Regions from separate parts of the Mus musculus genome. Here region 1 is linked to region 2. The links are chromatin contacts, called in public HiCAR-type maps. All regions are on one chromosome and are shown on one strand. Each heading gives the region's core, a stretch centred on a gene start, on an enhancer-like site or on the middle of the called end of the contact. The rest is flanking DNA. Distances are from core to core; before and after follow the strand shown.

The links. HiCAR-type assays count read pairs that join an accessible place to other places.
Region 1: a contact with region 2 is called in a HiCAR-type map of astrocytes, with 2.9 times the contacts expected there. The contact joins the promoter of Sav1 here to the promoter of Arf6 in region 2. A contact is called at or near these places in 2 of 39 promoter capture datasets (liver and pre-B cells), 2 of 484 Hi-C or Micro-C datasets (both in embryonic stem cells), 3 of 115 datasets of contacts at active chromatin or transcription factors (astrocytes, embryonic stem cells and memory CD8 T cells) and 1 of 9 other capture datasets (liver).

What each region holds. Positions count from the first base shown.
Region 1 is chr12:69,984,005-69,989,242 of GRCm38.p6, reverse strand. Sav1 (salvador family WW domain containing 1) reads left to right here and starts at 2,241. Exons shown (of 5, transcript NM_022028.2): 1 at 2,241-2,569; 2 at 4,591-5,034. The coding sequence starts at 2,476.
Region 2 is chr12:69,369,489-69,374,529 of GRCm38.p6, reverse strand. It overlaps Arf6 (ADP-ribosylation factor 6), which reads right to left and starts at 2,380. Exons shown (of 2, transcript NM_007481.3): 1 at 2,307-2,380; 2 at 1-2,206. The coding sequence starts at 1,736. The coding sequence ends at 1,209. It also overlaps the pseudogene Gm18113.

The DNA.
Region 1 (5,238 bases), core at 992-3,491, 610 kb before region 2:
GCAACCTCACTTCCTGTCCTCTGAGGTCAGCCTTGGGAATTTTAGGGCAACTTCTTTCTCCTTTACCTCCCTTCCTCAAATTCTTCACGGAAAACCCCATTGTCTTTTCTCTTTCACCCTTGCGTGTTCTCTATCTGCACTACCGACTCTTTAGAGCTAGCATTTGTATCTGAACCACAGCAATACTTGAGTGCGCTTCCTCTCCTCAGACAACGTGCTCTATGAACTGCGTTTGGGTAATGAAGGTTTACACAAGGAGCAACCCTTTGTTCTCTTTTTCTTTTTATTAGATATTTACATTTCAAATGTTATCCCCTTTCCCGGTTTGCCTTCCAAAAACTCCCTCTCCCCTCCTCTCTCCCCCTGCTCACCAACCCACCCACACCCGCTTCCTGGTCCTGGCATTCCCCTACACTGGGGCATAGAAACTTCACAGGACCAAGGGCCTCTCCTCCCATTGATGACCGACTAGGCCATCCTCTGCTACATATGCAGCTGGAGCTATGAGTCCCACCATGAGTAATCTTTGGTTGGTGATTTAGTCCCTGGGAGCTCTGAGAGTACTGGTTAGTTCATATTGTTGCTATGGGCTGCAAACCCCTTCAGCTCCTTGGGTCCTTTCTCTAGCTTTTTTTTTTTTTACTCTTATGCCATAATCAATCTGTCAGCAAACCCTGCTGCAACTCTAAAATGCCTACAATCACTTAGCGCTTGTCCTGCTGCCTTTATCCATATGCATGCTAGCAATATTTTTTTATCACCTCCCTTATTTTGAAACCCCACTCCCCCATTCAGTCTACTCTCACACAGCATCCAAAGTGATCGCATTAAATACGTCTCTCCTCTACTCCAAAGGCCTAGGTGGGTGGCCAGTTACCAAGGAACTTCATTTCCCTCTACTCTTCTCTGTTCCAGTTCCAGCTACGTGACCCTCTTCCTATTCCTACAATGAGCCAGAAACACGACCACTTGCAGTGACTTGCATTTGCTCTTCTGAGGCCTCACTCCAGATAGCACCATAGCAAGCTAATTCCAGCATTGCCTTCTCACTGGCTTCATTATCCGACCCCCTTTCCAAGCTGTGGGATCTCTCTTGTTTATGCTTCCTTCAGCGCTCACTCTGTTACATACTATGGCTTACTAGTTTTATTTTTTGTGATCTCTCTTCCCCATAACCGCAGGACCTTTGTTGTTATATCCCAGACACCTAAAACAGCACCTTGGATGCTGGGTGCTCAATAAAATATTTGTTATAGGATTATAGGGACCTTTAACAAGGAAACATTTCATAAAAACACAGGAGACAGACAACTGATTAAATGTCTTTGTGCATGGCTAAAAAAAAGAGCAGTTTGGTGTCTTGTTCTGAGGTTGGTGTTTTGCTTCTGTGTTTTAAGCACATTCTCTTCATTATGAAAGCCTTACTTTGATCAAGAGGAGTGAGTCCCAATCTTATTCTCCAAGTTATTCTGTGTACCTGAGCGAGTTAAAGAGAACAAAGTAGAATCTGATATATTAGATAGAAAACTCCCAGTTCTGAACTCTGGTGCTCAAAGGCTTCAAAATTCTAAGACTTAACTGCAAGAGAAGGCATGTGGTTATTAAGAATACATATTAAAATGATGAAATAAATACACTAACGTCAAATTTATCTTAGGAGCTGTAGAAACTCCATCTTCTTTTTTAATCCGAAAGCGCGGATGGGGATGGGGGGCACAAAAGGGGGTGGGCTACCAAGGGTTGGGGGAGATAATAAGAGGACAGAAGAAACGGAGACTCAGTTTTTACAGTAGTCACGCTGTCACCAGAAGAGTCATCTGTGTTACTAGGTGTAGCCCTCGCGGTCCCAGCACACCCGAGGGCTGCCTTCCCTCAGCAACCAGGACACGCGGCTGCGGTTGCGGGAAGCAGGGCGGTAGGCAAGTCCAAGGCGAGAGCCGCTCGCCGCCCAGCGGGCTCCGGACCGCCCGGACTCCAGCTCCCCAGCGGCGGGAGCCGGCCCGCGCAGCCGCACTGAGGGCCGCGATGGTCGCCACACCCGGCCCGTTAGCCGCCCGCCCGTCGCGAGTCGCCGCACGCAGCCGCGTCCGCGCCCGGCGGGGGAGGGGCGGCCCGTGCGCGTCGGCTTTCCCAGCATTCCCAGCGGCGCGGGGAAAGTTTACCGGACGTAGGCGGTGGCCGCAGCGGTAGCGGCTCCGGGCGGCGGACCATGGCCCTGGTGGGCGGCCGCGGCCCTGTCCCAAGGCGGCCTCGGGCGGCGTCGTTGAGCCGGCTGACTTCCCGGGAGGAGCTGCCCTGCGACTGAGCGGCGGCGGGCGCGCTTAGCGCGGCCAACATGCGGCGGAGCCTGCGGGCGGGCGCGGGCGGCGGAGACCCGAGGCGAAGGCGGCGGCGGCGGCCCGGGAGGCGGCGGCGGGCGGCAGGCTCGCGGCCCTAGCGAGGCTGCTGGGGCGGCGGCGGGAGTCGTCCGCGAGGATGCTGTCCCGCAAGAAAACCAAAAACGAGGTGTCTAAGCCGGCCGAGGTGCAGGGCAAGTACGTGAAGAAGGAGACGTCGCCCCTGCTGCGGAGTGAGTGTCGTGGGCGGTGGCGGGTGGGGACCCGGCGCAGCCTCGGGTGGTGCTGGAAGACCGACTCTGGGAAATGCATGGCTGTCCGTGGTGTTGGGGAAAAAGTGCTTCGACCCGGGCACCTCTCTGCTGGGTACGTCCGGGCCCCGCGTTTGCGACCATCGCAGCGCCACTCGTCGGCTCACGCACTCGCACACGCACACACACACGCGAGAGTGGATTCCTTCCTTAGTCCTGCAGCGGGACACAAACTTGTGAGGCAAAGAACCTGATACTTGATACTTGTAGCCACTACCAGCGTCCTAAGTAACACACACACACACACACACACACACACACACACACACACACACACACGAGAGACTTGATACTTGTAGCCACTACCAGCGCCCTAAGTAACACACACACACACACACACACACACACACACACACACACACACACACACACACACACACACACACACACACGAGAGAGAGACTGGATTCCTTAGTCCTTCAGCGGGACACAGACTTGTGAGGCAAAGAACCTGATACTTGTAGCCACTACCCAGAGTCTTTTCATTTCCCAGAGTAGACAAGCCATTAACGTATTTGGATTAGGCTTTGCTCCTAAAATTAAAAAAAGCAAAGTATTCAGAATAATTTCAGCCATACCAGGCAAGTTCCTAACTTTATTCCTCTTTCCGACATATGTTCCGTCCCCTCCCGTACGTAGCTTTTCTTCTCCGTTTAAAATATTTGAGTTTTTAACTTGAACGCCTTGATTCTCCTTTTTTAAAATTCTTGGGTAGTCAGAGAGCTAATCCTTTGGTTCTCATTCTAGGAGCTGGACCCCTTGTGTAAGTTTCCTTCTTGGAAACTGGAAGTAACCGTGTGACTTAAATTAAGCATTACCTCATATTGTAATTGGGAAAGCTGCTCACAGGGGTTCCTAGTATTTGCCCAAGATCCCGCAGAAAGGGGTGGAGAGCATATTTTTCCATTGTGACCATGTGTCCAGCCTTACAGGTTCTGTTAGTAGTTGGAGTGCTAGACAACACAGTTGGTGGGGTGGATGTGTCAGTAACTGAAACCATTTTTAAGAGCTTGTTTTTCTGTTTTTTTTAGGTGATAGCTTGCTTTTTGCTGCAAATAAAGTTTATTAAGCATCATTTGAAGTCATGCCACTTGTTGAGTCTTTTAGTGAGTGACTCCATACAGAATTTGTGTCATCGACAGTTAATTATTCCAATATTAAGTTACTGTAGTGTTAGCTTCTGACACCCTTAGTGACATTGATTTAATGAATTCAGAAAATGTGTTCTATATCCAGGTTTCATATTTTAAAGGTAGTTGCTTTCTAAGAACATGAAAGCTGTTTGCACATTCAAATCAGCAGCCATGACCTTGGTTTGGGTTATCTGCTTTTAAAGGAGCCATAATTCTTTCCAGGCTTTTTCAGTAGATCCAGGGTTTGTGTGCATCTTTGGAAGTAGATGACTTTATTTTTCAGTTTCCACACTGAAAGGTCTTGCTTTCTAGTTTTGATAATTGTGCTTAGAACCGGGTAATTCCTGATAGAAAGACAAAAAAAAAAAAATTACCAATAAAAAAGTCTTTTACAGGAAATCTGACTTTGCGGTTTTTTCTTTAAATTTTATTTTAATGAGATGTGTTTGTGAAGAAAGATTCTTGGTGATACTTAAATCAAGTGAAAACACCAAACTGTAGTCATACATGATGCTGGTAAAGGAATTGGTTTGTTAGGTTACTTTCAGCTTAGTGACATTGTATCATGTATGGCAATATGCAGCATCCATTCGTTTGTAGCTGAGTTTACACCTGCATATTAATGCAGATTATAAATGTATTTGCTTGGGAAAATAATCTTCATTTAAAGTTCTAGTATTGTCTTAAAATTTAAAATCTGTTTTCTTATGCCCTTTTGTTTGATATTTTGATCTCAGGATAGTAGACATAAATAACTTTAGACGAGTGTACTGACTTAATGCAATGGTGATTATATTTGTTTTATTATAGATCTCATGCCTTCATTCATTCGGCACGGTCCAACAATTCCCAGACGGACTGACCTCTGTCTTCCAGATTCAAGTGCTACTGCTTTCTCAGCTTCTGGAGATGGTGTAGTTTCAAGAAACCAGAGTTTCCTGAGAACTGCAATTCAAAGGACACCTCATGAAGTAATGAGAAGAGAAAGCCACAGACTGTCTGCCCCTTCTTACCTTGTCAGGAGCCTAGCAGATGTCCCTCGAGAGTGTGGCTCATCACAGTCATTTTTGACAGAAGTTAACTTTGCTGTTGAGAATGGAGACTCTGGCTCCCGATACTTCTTCTCAGATAACTTTTTTGATGGACAGAGAAGGCGGCCACTTGGAGATCGTGCACAAGAAGATTACAGATATTATGAATACAACCATGATCTCTTCCAGAGGATGCCACAGAGTCAGGGGAGGCACACTTCAGGTAACTCGATATAATAAACAGCACACTGGCTTATTCATACTGATATTTAAATTAAAAGGTGACCTGAGGATTTTCTTGGAAAGCAAAAAAAGCAAAACAAACCATACTCTTAGAGGGGAAAAAATTTCCATTTTGCCCTTCTTGCTTCCTCCTGCTTGCTGGTAGTTTTTAACTTATAATGAAGGACAGAATTCTTGTGTCTGT
Region 2 (5,041 bases), core at 1,131-3,630:
AACCAACAGGATATCTGCAGGAGTAAACCCTACAATCAAGCAAAACTAAATACCTTTTTAAAATAAAACATCTTTTCCAGTGTCTTAATGGAGATGTAGATCACTCATCTATTTAAAAAATGTCATTATCTTCGGTCTAGTCAGCTGCTGTAACGTGAAAACAGGAATGTGTATTTTCTTTCCAGCTACGTTAAAGGGGCATATAATTTGACTTTTTAAATGTTTTATTAGTGAGCAAATGTTTAGTAATTTTAAAACTACTGGTCTTAAGACATTTGAAACAAGGTAACATTCCAGTTTTGTCCAAAAGTCACTTTAAAATATCTACAAATATTTCATCTGTGTGAGGCATACACCATTATTGCTCCATTTTCTGGAAAGAGTATTTTTAAAGGTAAGAAGAGGGAAACAGCGAAGTTGCTAACTTTGCAGTGGAAGAGACCTGTAGGCTTTACAGGCTGCGCTGCTTGTTCTAGGCGGCAGTTAGCTAGGGTGAAGGGAGCTCGAGCTGTACTCCTCCTCATGCACGTTAATGGCTGACACTGCCAGGGGCTCCTGACATTACCTGTCTGACACACTCATGTGCAACTGGAACATTACACTGCTATTACTCATTATCTTGCCACTGTGGGCTTAGTTCACCATACTGGTCTTGGCTATAAAAGGTCACATTTGAAACTGCTAAAGTTAGCGCTAAGGAGGAAGGGGGGGGAGGCCTTAAATATAAAAGACAAACGGCAGTTTGATTAAGCAATAATTTTCAGTTTACTAGATGAAACAGACTTGGAACATAGTCTGCATGAATGCAAAATAAGCCATCTACAGCAAGTGATAAGAACCTGGGCAAAAAGGAAAAAAAGCATACATGGGGGGGAAGATTCTCTCGAAATAAAAAAATCAAACCATTATTATAAAGGACTTTACCAAGAGTTGCTATTACCCCACCCCGTTTGCTGGAAGTCACAAGGCATCTAGCACTGTATTCGTGTCAAATGTCAGATCAGAGCATCCTAACGCAAAGCCAAGAGGGAAAAAAAAAAAAAAAAGGAAACAAAGAAAACCCCCAACCCCACTAAACTGTAGAACAGTAACTCCAGAGTTCAGATTCAAAAAGAGAGTGGCAATTCAAAGAGGTGATGGAGGTGGCGATAATCCTAGGAATGGGTTTTGGATTTCTCTCCTTCCGGGGGCTGGGTGGAGGACGCTCATTAGGATTTGTAGTTAGAGGTTAACCATGTGAGCCCCTCATAGAGTCCGTCCCCGGAGGTGGCACAGGAGGGCTGCACATACCAGTTCCTGTCCCGAATCCGGGTCAGGCCCAGTTTCTCCTGGATCTCATGGGGTTTCATGGCATCGGGCAGGTCCTGCTTGTTGGCGAAGATGAGGATGATGGCGTCCCTCATCTCCCGGTCATTGATAATGCGGTGCAGCTCCTGGCGGGCCTCGTCGATGCGGTCGCGGTCGGCGCAGTCTACCACGAAGATCAGACCCTGGGTCCCGGTGTAGTAATGCCGCCAGAGCGGCCGGATCTTGTCCTGGCCGCCCACATCCCACACGTTGAACTTGACGTTTTTGTAAGTCACCGTCTCCACGTTGAAGCCCACCGTGGGGATGGTGGTCACCGATTGGCCCAGCTTCAACTTGTACAGGATCGTTGTCTTGCCGGCTGCGTCCAGGCCCAGCATGAGGATCCGCATTTCCTTGTTCCCGAAGATCTTGGATAGCACCTTCCCCATCGCGTCGGAAGAGCCGGGGCCGGGGGCATTCAGGTGTCCCGGGTCCCCTCAAGCCTACAACGCCGCCGCGAGCCCGAAACGTCGCCGCCCCGCTGCGAGGACGCCCTGCGGCCTGCGCGAAGCTGCCGGCTAGGGGAGCAGGGGCCCGGCCTGCGCTCACTCGGGCATCGCCCGCCGCCGGGGCCCTGCGTCTGCGCCGGGAGAGCCGCCGCCCTGCTCAAGCGAGGCGAGGCGAGGCGCGGCCGGCCCGGAACTGCCCTTCCCCCCCGCAGGCGCCGCGCGAACGAGCGAGCGAGCAAGCGCCGCCGACAGCTCCTCCGCCGCCTCGGCACGCGCCGGCTCCAACTGCGGCCGGCCTGCCGGCCTGCGAGCACCGGACTCGGCACCGACCCCGGTCACCACCCCGACGACGAGCGCGGCTCGGCGCCCGGTCAGGTCATGGATCCTCGCGGGAACTCGCGGGTGCTCGCCTGCAGGGACACAGAGAGGGAGAAGGGAGTTACCGCCGGGCCTCCGAGGGGGCGCCCAGACCGACGCGGCCCGCCTTTCGGGCTCGGCCCTTGAGGTTACCTCCAGCCGCCGCCCCGAGCGCGGGTTCCCTCCGGCCTCCACCTCCTCCTCCTAGCTCTGCTGCCGCCGCCGCCGCTGCCGGAAAAGGCGCCGAGGAAACCGCCTCACTTCCCCTCCCAACTGCGCACGCGCGCCTCGGCCCGACCGTTCGGAAGAGCGCGACCTCTGAAAGGAGAGTGGCCCGCGCTCTCGACGTCACGAGCGCCACGCGCCGGGGGGCGGGGCTACGGCGGCTCCCGGGGCTCAACGCCGGCGCCTCGCGGAACCTGCTGGCGTGGGGCTGGCCGTGTGCCCACCTGTCGCTCTACCCGGGGTCTCCGCGGGTCTCCTTCTCCGCCACTCGAAGGCGGGGCACGGATCCACCGAGGGCGGGCTTCGTCGGCCCTTAGGACCGGCGCCCCAGCCACGCTTCCCAGGCTCGCTCCCGGACCCCCTGCGCGAAGCCCCTCCCGCTCTCCCCAGCCTTCCTTCAGTTTCCTGGAAGACACGTGGGAGGCCAGTGTTCCATAGAATCCGCCAAAGTAGCCCGCACTTTTTGTACTCGAGTTGGGTCTGCCCCTAAGCCCTGCCTTTGAAAGTTTAAACTCGTTCTTTATAAGTCTGGTCTGAACCGCCCGCATTTCTTAAGAAACAGACTATCAGGGCCGACGAGATGACTGTGGGTAAAGCCTGCCACCGAGAGGGCGGACCCGCCTTCGTTCCCCAGGAAGGAGAGAACCAACTCCCTTGAATTGACTTCTGCTCTCCACGTACTATAAGGAAACTCTTTGGGTTTTGTTCTTATTTTCAAATACTTTTTTTCATTTAGTGTGCGTACGCACGGAGAGAGGTCAGAGGACAACCAAAGTCAGTTCTCCCCTTTCTTCATGTGGGTCCCAGGTATCAAGTCAAGCTTGGCGCCCGACGCTTTTACCTACTAAGCCATCTTGCTGGACCAGGAAACCTTTTTGTATTAAACGGATAGTGTTAAGGTTAAAGTAAGGTGAAATTTTTAATAAAAATAAACACGGGGAGAAAACTTAAGTTCAAGGAAGTTGCTACAACAGCATATGATAATATACTGTTTTTATTTTATAATTAAAAAAAAAAAAAAAGGAAGTCATCTGGTACAGCTCACACCTGTACCAGAAGTGATGAGACTGAGGCAGAGAGGGTCGCTGTAATTCTAGGTCAGTCTAGGCTAGAGAGTGTGCCACTCTATTTAACAAGTACTGGCCTCACAGTCGCTCAGGGTTATCTGAAATTATTCTCCAGCCTCCACCTCCCAGGACAGGGGTGACCCAATGGAGCAACAGGTATTTGAAACCACAGCAGGCTTTTTACTTGACTGAAGATTCGAACTCTGGAACTTACTGCTTACAAAGCAAGTGCTTTTTAATGCACCAAGCCATCTTCCCAGCCCCAATAATAAATGATTAAAGAATAATTATAGTACAAAACAAATAGCAATAGTCAGAAACTAGTCGCCAATAGTAAGAATTAAACTCTCTATGCCATGCTTTAAAAAAAATAGGTCAGTTTGGGGCTGGTTGATACTGCTCAGTGATTAAAGCACTTGTCACCCACCCTGACTTGGAGGACACCAAGCAAAATGTAATTTAAAGACATTCAAGGTGGTGTATGCCTTTAACCCCCGCACTGGAGAGACAGAGATTGATGAATATCTCTGAGATTGAGGCCAACCTGGTGTACATATTGAGCTCCAGGCCAAGTCAAGGTTACAAAGTGAGGTCCTAGCTCAAAAAAAAAAAAAGGTAAATTTTAAAATATTCCAAACACTTCCAAATAGTAATAATTTAGGCAACTATTAAACCATACCACAGATGAAACATCTTATTTTCTTGACCCCTTCTAGAGAATAATTTTTATTTGATGTTTCTATTATATTAATTGTACATAATCATTTTGCCCTCAAATGTGTATATAATGTTTTTCAGTTATTCTCCCCCTCTGTCACCTTCCCTTGCTCCCTTTCACTGACTTCCTTTTTAGTAGCCCCTTCTACTTTCATGCCTTTTTTTTTTTCTTTTACATTTTTGAGACACAGTGATTTCCTTAGTGTTGTTTATGGGAACATGGCACCTGACCAGTGGCTCCACCACTTACAACCTGCCTCTCCCTCCCCTTTCAACTGTTAGCTGCATATAAAATGGCTCTCTAAGGAGTACCTTGGCAGGCAAGAGCAAGCGTGTGGTGAAAGGTTGACCGATTTTCTAAGAAAGACTGGTGTGATATGAAAGTTCCAGCTAGTATTAAAAACATTGGGAAAACGACGGTCACAAGGGACTCAAGGATCCAAAACTGTATCTGCTCAAGAGTCCTACGTTTGAAGTGAGCCTTGAAGATCTACAGAATGATGAAGTTTCATTTAGAAATTTTAAGCTAGGGCTGGAGAGATGGCTCAGCGGTTAAGAGCACTGACTGCTCTTCTAGAGGTCCTGAGTTCAAATCAGCAACCACATGGTGGCTCACAACCATCTGTAATGGGATCCAGTGCACTCTTCTAATGTGTGTCTGAAGACAGCTGCAGTGTACTCATATAAATAAAAATAAATAAATCTTTAAAAAAAAAAGAAAAGAAAATTTAAGCTAGTTACTGAAGACGTTCAGGGCAAAAACTGACTAATTTTCATGACATGGATCTTGAGACAAAATGTATTCCATGGTCAAAAAGTGGCAGACCATGACTGAAACTCATGTTGATATACAGCAACCGTTTTAACCTCTCATATTTG